Linked DNA regions of Sus scrofa: region 2 is linked to region 1. A link is a contact called in public Hi-C data. All regions are on one chromosome and are shown on one strand. The core of a region is the stretch at or near the end of the contact, and the rest is flanking DNA. Distances in the headings are between cores, read along the strand shown.

What was found. Hi-C and Micro-C count contacts between places; a contact is called where the count stands out from the background.
Region 2: a contact with region 1 is called in a Hi-C map of liver, with 7 times the contacts expected there. The contact joins two enhancer-like sites. A contact is called at or near these places in 12 of 47 Hi-C or Micro-C datasets (embryonic fibroblasts, epiblast stem cells, fetal skeletal muscle and 6 more).

Annotation. Positions count from the first base shown.
Region 1 is chr2:118,392,343-118,396,895 of Sscrofa11.1, reverse strand. No RefSeq gene overlaps it. Among named protein-coding and RNA genes, the nearest start is that of KCNN2, 45 kb to the left of the region's middle. Within about 2 kb of position 2,030, at least 2 of the 83 cell types and tissues checked have an H3K27ac peak or open chromatin away from gene starts, as enhancers often do. A contact at or near this core is called in liver, where this site is marked.
Region 2 is chr2:118,840,519-118,845,071 of Sscrofa11.1, reverse strand. The region is part of intron 6 of KCNN2 (small conductance calcium-activated potassium channel protein 2); the gene reads right to left. Among named protein-coding and RNA genes, the nearest start is that of KCNN2, 400 kb to the right of the region's middle. Within about 2 kb of position 2,106, at least 1 of the 83 cell types and tissues checked has an H3K27ac peak or open chromatin away from gene starts, as enhancers often do. A contact at or near this core is called in liver, where this site is marked.

The DNA of each region.
Region 1 (4,553 bases), core at 781-3,280:
ATCACCTTTGGAATGGATAAGCAATGGGATCCTGTTGTTAGCACTGGGAAATATGTCTGATCACTTGTGAATGAACATGATAATGTGAGAAAAAAGAATGTATACATGTATGTGTGACTGGGTCACCTTGCTGTGCAGTAGAAAATTGACAGAACACTGCAAATCAGCTATAATGGAAAAAAATAAAAATCACTATACAAAAGAATCATTCTTCAGTTCTTGAATAAGCAGTTATCATCCAATTCAGAAAAATACATAACGAAGGCTGGAGAACAACAGTTCATATAGCAGATTTATTTTATTTAAGTGAAAGCACAGTGATAGAGCAGAGATGGAATACAGTTTGGATACTGGCAGATTTGAGTTTGGATCTCTGCTTCCCAATTGGCCATTTGTGAAATTTTGGGCCTCCATTCCGTCCCCATCTATAAAACGGGGGTAAGATTACTTTTCTTATAAGACTGTCAAAATGATCACATGATAAAATAATTGCAAAATATCTAGTATGATGCTTGGCACATAGGTGTACTAGACATACAAAATGTCATTATTTTCATTTTTCTTTTATTCAAACTACAAATTAAAGTTTTCTATGTGCACCCCGCCAAAAAGCTTTAATTCTTAGAACCTTATGGTGACAAGTGTTTTGAAAAATTAAATATACACAAACACACAGAGTTGCAGAAATGTCTGAGAGGATGATCAATATCAACACAAAGCTTTCAAAGATAAATTTATGCTATATTAGGATAAAATTCTTGGTGGGATTTAAATGGAAATGCAGTTTCAAGGAGAAAAACAGATAATGCAAAATGTCTGATTGTTAGAATTTTTTTCATGTATAGTTAAAAGGATGTTTCTGGCTATCTAATGCTGTATTCTATTGGATACATAAAAGAATGATATTTTATTTTTAAATGTCAATATTTGCAGCATATCATAAATCACACATTTATTTAGCACTGATTTAAACTTCTAAGAAAAAAATCTGCACCAATCTAAGACATATGAATGCTTTTCACAATTCTTTGAGGGGGTGTGTTAGCATTAACGTTTGAAGGCCACTGAGTTGGAGTATTTCTAAACCTTGCCTTTCTCCTTTCTATCTGCCAGTTTAAAGCTTTATAAAATAGTGTAAGTGTTGTTTGGGGATCAGGGCTTCCCTTTTTGTTTTGAGAACACATGATCTCTATGGTAATCTAGAAATAGTAGGACTCTGACTACTGGAAAGTTTCCAATTGCCCAGGCAGAGAACTCTGAGTCCATTATTCTAACTAGATCTTCACTCACATATACTATTAAAGACAGAATAAAAATATAACAAGTTTACATCCAAAAAAAGGAATAATAATGATTTTTTAAAAGACTATCCTGGGTTCCAAGCACAGGACTCCTAGTTCTTTAAATTTCAGTTCCAGCACCAAGATGGCAATTCTCTCTTCTTTAGTTGTTGCTATTGAGAGGGAAATAGCTATAGCTAGAAATAACCAGAATAATCAAATTGTAAAGCCTTTTTACTGAAAGGTATTTTTAATATCATAACAGTTTCTGAGAAAGATGACTGATAATTGACTTTCAACACAAAGAGGCCCTAAATACTTTGTCAATTTTATTCAGCTTTATCTTGATCTTTATTAGAATCTAGGAAAAGGTAGTCTTTGCAGAATCAGAATTTTAGGGACTTCTCAGGATCAGTGTCAAATAATGGCTGTTTGCCTTGTTGACTGAGTGGTTAGAAATTCAACATTGGAAAATTAAATCAAGTGCTTTATATCCATAAGCATTTGTCACCCAGTTTTGTCAACGTGTTCCAGCCCTGCCTGAAAGCTCTCTGGGATACAGGAAGGGATGTGAGAGGCAGGGGTAAGATAGTGAAATGAAAGGAAAAGTCACAGTTACCCCAAGGTCTTTGGTAGACTGGATATCTGGGGTGGAAAGAAAGGGGACTGCCAGCTAGCCCAACAGCAATCAAGAACTATGCCTAGTTTACTTTTGTATCCACATCATTGCGTAGGCAAACTGGTGCAGAGTCAGGGTTTCATCAGCTGTGTTTATTTCAAACATACCTCAGCACCACGTGTCACAAGCAAAGTGTGCCACTCCAGATCCTCAGAACTTTATAGGCCTAACTCTTAAACAATTGTTTGTGGACATTTAAAAACTGCCTGATGAATTTTTACAGGGTAAAATTTAACATGTTAGCTATAATAAGTATTTAGTCTTTGAGATTTCCTCATAGTATGATAATAGTTTGTCTTAAGCCCTTACTGTGGCAGGAGAAAATAAATGCAAACGTAAGTTAAAAATGGAAATGAGCTACCCAGAGATGTGTGGAATCTCATTCTCAAATGATATGGAACAATATGGAACAATATCAAAATTCTTGGGTTAAAGAAGAATTCTGCCTATGGACAGTAATAATAGTACCAACTACTGTATATTTGCTATTTGTCCTGTGTTGGGTTATATCTGTGTAATAATGCTATAAATATTCTTATCCCCTTTAACTGGGCAAGCCACAAGTTTAGAGAGGTGAAATGATCTGCCTATGGTCAGAGCACTGGTCACTCGTAGAACTAAGATCCAAACCCAGATATTAAATAGATGGTTCCAGAAGAATCTCCAGCCGTGAGATTCAGTGGCTGTGTGCTGATCTCCCAGGAGCCATAAGAATGGCTTGCCCATAAATGGGCTGTGCAGCAATGAAGAGAGCTGGAATGAGCTGCGTGGGTGTCAGCCATGTGCAGCTAAGCCCAGCAGTTCTGTGTGAGATTTACTGCACTGTGAAGCTCCAGCATCTTTCCGTGTGGTGATCACTATCTGATTAAGCCCACTGATAGGCTTCCCACTGTTCTGCAATTCACTAAAAGCAAGCGTAATATAAATGAGCCATATGTGGTGAGGTTCATCTATAATTTAAGATGAGACCAATTTGACCTGAAAGTTTTTCAACTATTCAGTTGCCAGTTTAAAAGGTAAATTTGGGGGCAAGATCTAGAGTAGTGAAAAGTATTTTTTGGAGAAAGAAGTGTGTGCGATATTTGGTATTTCAATTCTATTTGTAAATCACTTTTAAAAGAAATCCACAGTTAACATGTTCAATACATGTCTGAATTCTCAACTCTTAAAATGTAATTGTCATAGTTTTCTATGCCTAGGTCTGTTCTTTTAACATAAAAGAAACCAAGGAGATTAAGCTCCTCAAAAGCAGGTGTTATTGCCACAATGGATATAGTTATACACTGTGACACAAAATTCATCATTTAAAAATATATAGATACTTCCTTATAATAGAACAGAAAGTATCAGGTTAGTAAGTATTATTTAAATATAGATGGAAACAACCAACTAGCCAGATTCTCTGGTAGGAAAAGACCAATTAGAAAATGGCTGAACTGGAAGAATCTACATTTGGTTTTCAAATATCTGGGCTATCACAATCTTCTTTTTCACTTCATGGCAACCCAGATCTAACCAATCACCTAACAAACTGAAAGTATGAATACAACAAGGGCCCTTTTTGAAACAAGGAAGAAGAACACATTTTTTAAAAGACACAATGTAAAAACCTATGGTTGTTTATTTCCTACTCCTTATGGCAAGAGTCAGGGTCAGATACAAGTATGTCTAGTTCTGTGGATGAAATTTGACCCAGAAAACTGACCTAAGATTTGGCAGTTGTGATACATAACTTCAGAGCACTGCTCTAAAGCACTGTTGTTTCCTAACTGCGTGACCACAGAAAAGGCATTTAACCTCTTAAATGAAGTATTTATATTCCTGTGAACAGCTGCCATGAGAATTATGGAGCATAATATACATGAAATACTTTAACACTATGATTGGTACACAATAAATGTTCAATAATGTATAATATTAATATATGTTATCAGACTTCATTGAAAATGAATATAAATCTGTGAATTCCCAAGAGTGGTTATTGGAGTTAAATAAATCTGCTTTCAAATCTCCACTCTACTACTTACTGGTGGTTTGACTTTGAGACTGTTACTTAATCTCTCTGAATCTCACTTTTCTTTTGTTTTTTGTTGTTTTTGTCCTTTTATGGCGGCACCTGCGGCATATGGAGTTCCCAGGCTAGGGGTCTAATTGGAGCTGTAGCCATTGGCCTATGCCAGCCAGAGGCACAGCAACGTCAGAACCAAGCCTCGTCTGCAACCTACACCATAGCTCACAGTAACGCCTGATCCTTAACCCACTGAGCAAGGCCAGGGATCGAACCCGCAACCTCATGGTTCCTAGTTGGATTTGTTTCCGCTGTGCTATGACGGGAACTCCTGAATCTCACACTTTTAGTTCCAATTATTCTTTGTGAGGAGTTGATTTAAAAAAACACAATAGGGAGCATCCTATAGGAGAAATGTATGCTTGCATTATGCTACTTCTCAAAACCACGCCTCTTCCATGAACAAGGAAAGGGAGTCTATGAAAGGGAAGACAGGTGTTATGAGAAAACTATTCAGGTTTAGACTCTAAGGTTTGTATTGTACTTAGAGAATTTAAAAACAGTAACAACCAGCTCAAACTTTGTC
Region 2 (4,553 bases), core at 857-3,356, 450 kb before region 1:
GGCTTGGGATTCAATGGTACATTATCTTGTTTGCTTATTAAATAATAAATCTGCCTGAAAAATAGCTCAGAATGGAAAAATAACATTTCATACTAATGTTTATGTTATGTTCAGGCATATTTAGTTGCAAATAGTCAAGAAGAGGAAGGTAATTAGGGACCACATTAGAGAGATAATATTAGGATAAATAAGATTTCTTTCTTGGCACTAGAGACATATATTAGACATAGCAAAGGACAATATTATCGCTCAGAATACTGCCAGGTTTTGGTTTTATACCAGATTCACACCATTATGAATGATTAATATACACAATTTAAATGGTTAAAAAATTTCAAAGCACTTCTCTCTCTTTTTTTTAATGGCCATACCTGTGGCATATGGAAGTTCCCAGGCCAGGAACTGAATTGGAACTGCAGACGGGCCTATGCCATAGCCACAGCAACACTGAATCCATTGAGTGAGGCTAGGGACAATGTTGGGTCCGTAACCACTTAGGCACAATAGGAAGTCCTCAAAACACTTATAAAAAAAGCTCATTTCACAAATATACTCAAACAGTTCGAACCTTCTTCTCTCCACAGAAAAATAGTCTTGGGAAGACATGAAGAAATGACTCATATGGCAAATTTCAAATTCTAGCCAATATGAATGCTTATTTGATTAAAAATATATTCAGTAAGATTAAAACTAGTGCAAGGAATGCCTGATGATCTTAAGGTTTTAAAATATAGACTTTAGGGTTTGGAGAGAGGACTTCTTTTACATCACTGTGAGCTCGGAGACTTAAAGATTTAGAGATCAGCTTCCAAAGTTTTAAAAGAAGTAAAATGTTCCTTTTGTTTGTTTGTTTCTATTTATTTCTTCATTCCTGACTGTGGGTCTATCACTATTTCTTAAATCACAAATATGACAGCTTTTCACAGTATTTGTTGAAACTCACCAGGGTGGTCTCTCCAAGGGGATTACTAATTCTTCCCTCTCAATGAGGCAGCTTCTGCCCATCATTCCTGCCTCTCCCTCAACACCTTTCCATAAGCAACAGAAACTCTGGCCATAGTAATGGCTGGCAGTTAGGATGTCCTCTTTCCCCGCTCTTTCTCTATGAGTCCATTTGCTGCTGCCTAAAACCACCCTACTCTACCTTCCTAGGTCTGATATGTACTTTGAGAATCTTCTCATAGCCCTACTTTTCCAGACTCCACATAGCTATTTTTTTTTTTTTTTTTTTTTTTTACCACGGTACTCCAGGCTGGACCACAGGTGCTTTCTCTGTATCCTAGAAGCCTCTTGTAGATCTCCCTCATGCCATCAGTCAATGTCAACATAGGTCATAAGACATATAATGTGTACTTTGCTCATCAAACATGCCCCTAGAATCTAAATTATAAAGAATCTGTGGAAAAAGATTATGACTTACTCATTGTTTTATCTTTGCTTAGAAGAATATAGCAGGGAATTGGTGATTATTTAATTAATATGACAATAAAAACATTTTTTCTCAAACTGACTTGCCCTTGGTCACATGCTAGGCCTTCCCCATTGAATATACAGAGATACGAAAAGGAACTGAAATGAGGCTTCCCCATCAATCAACATGAATCAGACTTGTCATATTATGTTCCATGATCTGTATGCAACTTATAAGTTATTTTTATACGTGTGGAAATAATTCAACAATGGACTTTACAGCTGAGAAACTATGTTCATTAATCCTCTTCTGTTAAACATAGTATTAACACTATGAATGGCAAAAACGGTTCATTTCCAGCTCTGACCTCAAATGTTAGCCTTAGTTTTAAAGTGAAAAGTATTATTAAGACTTAAATGCATGTGATCAATCTACCATCAATTCTCTCTTCTATATCTACCTTTCTCTCCTGAAATACCACTAAAATGACGTTAAGAAAGAGAGAAATCAGAGAATGAAAAATAACATATTCTATACAAACAAAAGTACATGGAGAATTCTTTTTCCAGCCAAGATGGAACAAGAAAGGACTGGATTTATGCTTCTTCCTGAAACAACTACCAAACTGGACAGAATATTTGAAACAATAATTAACCAGACATAGATCACTCAGTAACAAAGAGCAGTGATTCCTAAGAGATGATAAACAACTAAAGTCATACAACTGACCCAGCTTAATGCTTTAAAAGAGTCTCCAGAACATAGCCCAGGGAAGGAAACCAGGAAGAGATCAGCGACCTCCCACGTTGAGGACAGAGCTGGGAACCCAGGGAGGTTCACAGGGGCAAAAATCAGAGAGGAAGGAACTTCACAAAGAGAGCTCTAGAGGTCTACAGAGAAGTCTCCTTGATTATTCAGTACATGTATGCAAAACTTCAAGGTTGGAGAAGTAAACATATTATGTGTAATGTGGTACAGTATCACCTGTACTAAGTGGTACAGTGTCAGGTGAAGATTGTGACAGTATAGTTATAGTACACCTAAGTATACCTAGCGTAAATATACTATAGTATACCTATAGTACAGTATTCCTAGGTACACTATAAGCTCCAAAGCAACCACTATAATAATACATCAAAGAGTAATAACTGATAACCCAGTGAAGGATATAAGATGGAATAATAAGACATAATAAAAACTAAATAATCCAAGAGGAGGCGTATATAGGAAGAAGGAACAAAGAACAGATGGGACAAAAGGAAAATAAACAGCCAGCCAGAGGACAGACTTACCCAAGCATGTCTGTAACCACATTAAATATAAATAGCCTAAATACCCCCAATTAAAGGCACAGATTGTCATAAAACCCACAGAAGGCCACAACTTGGAGAAACCAAGTGTCATGCAATGACGCAGTAAGATCCAAGGCTGAAAACAGGAGAATTGAAAATGCCTATGTATATGGAACGAGAGATGCCCAGGTGCCTCCATGCCCAGTTCTACCAGACATCTAACAGGAGAAAGAGATTGTTCTCCGGTGAAAGATTAGAGATTCTGACTCAGGGTCTAGCTAAGGTCAGGAAAGATCTTTGGGGCTGAAAACAAGGGGATTAAATTCAGGTTTCCAAACTGAACAACAGAAGTCCTTGTTTCCTTTTTTTGATGTTATTTTAGAACTCACAAATACAGAAAAAGAATATTTTTTCCTCTAGAGAAAACGAATGTTTTCCATGAAAAGACATTCATGTCCTAACAGCAAAGATTGTCTAATGAAAAATGCAGCTTTTCTCTTATCCACCCTACACTGATTTTTAGCAAATAAAACTCCTCTCCCCAGACAGAGCTTCCAGTTCCCACTCCTGAACACAAAAAATAGCAAATGATCAGTGGGAATTTGAAGTATACTTTCTATAAAAAGATACAGACAAAAATGGAAAGGAAAAGAAAGGATAAAGGAAGAAAAGACAAAAGAAAAATAAGAGAGGAGGGAGGAAAAAGAGTAATTTTGAGACAACATAGAATGATGGGGTGTGGGACTGCCAAACTCTCTAAGTTACATCATGAAGAACCTAAGGGAAAACAGAACATCCACAAAACAGGAACAGGATGCTACAAAGAAGTGCAAGTAAAGAATAAAAAAAAAGGGGGAACATTAAAAAATTATTGTGAAAAAATAATCATAATACAATTAGATATAAATTGGCAGAAATCTCTGAAAAAGTAGAACAAAAAGGCGAGGAGAAAAGGGAAGAGGGAGATCAAAAAAGGTACATTCTCAGAGAACATAGAAGATCTAACAACTAACTTCCTAGAAGGAAAACATAGAGAAGTGAAAGGAAAGAAATGAAGATGCTCTTTTATTTCTTCACTTTTTCACGAAAACTGGAAGGCAGGCATCTCTAAAGGAAGGTTCTACTGAGTAGTTGCATAAGGAACAACAAAAAACTTGTGGCAAGGGGGATCATTATAAATTTGAAAATACTAGGAATAAACAAAAGCTCTTTGAAAGTTTCAGGTGGGAAAACAGATCACCAGTAACCATTAAAAATGGTTGCCTCTAAAATGATTTAATTATTTTACCTTGTGTGTGCCTATGAGGAACTGAGGGAGGCAATGCACTTTTCCCAGATTTGTACTGGGGAGGGGTGGAAAATCTGGGAGGAGGAACTCAACAGGAGTAGTTCAGGTTCTCTCTGCTACTTGCCCACAGAGCAGGCGTGTTGGATTCTCCAAGTGGTACACTTACCAGGGCAGGGGTAAAGCCCTCCAGAGCATGAGGATGCACCTGTGACCTCACCTAACTCAGTAGTGAGTTATCAGAACACCAGGCAGCCTACTGGGCTATAGGTCAAGTGGAGGTATCGAGACCTGCTTTATGTCAGTAATGGAGCTGATATGATGCAGAGAAGTGAGAAGAATAAATTTATCTCCCTCCAAACTCCAAATATGTGGAGGTAGTTTTGACTCAGAGTAGAAGTAAATAAAATATATGATTCAATCAAACTATGTAAATATACACAGAAGTCCAATGAGAGAACATATTTAGGTCCAAAGGAAGAAATGTGCTGAGTGACAAATGGCTCAGTAAGGAGGTGACATGTGTCTCTTATTTGCCACTGATCCATATCAAAGATGCTCACCT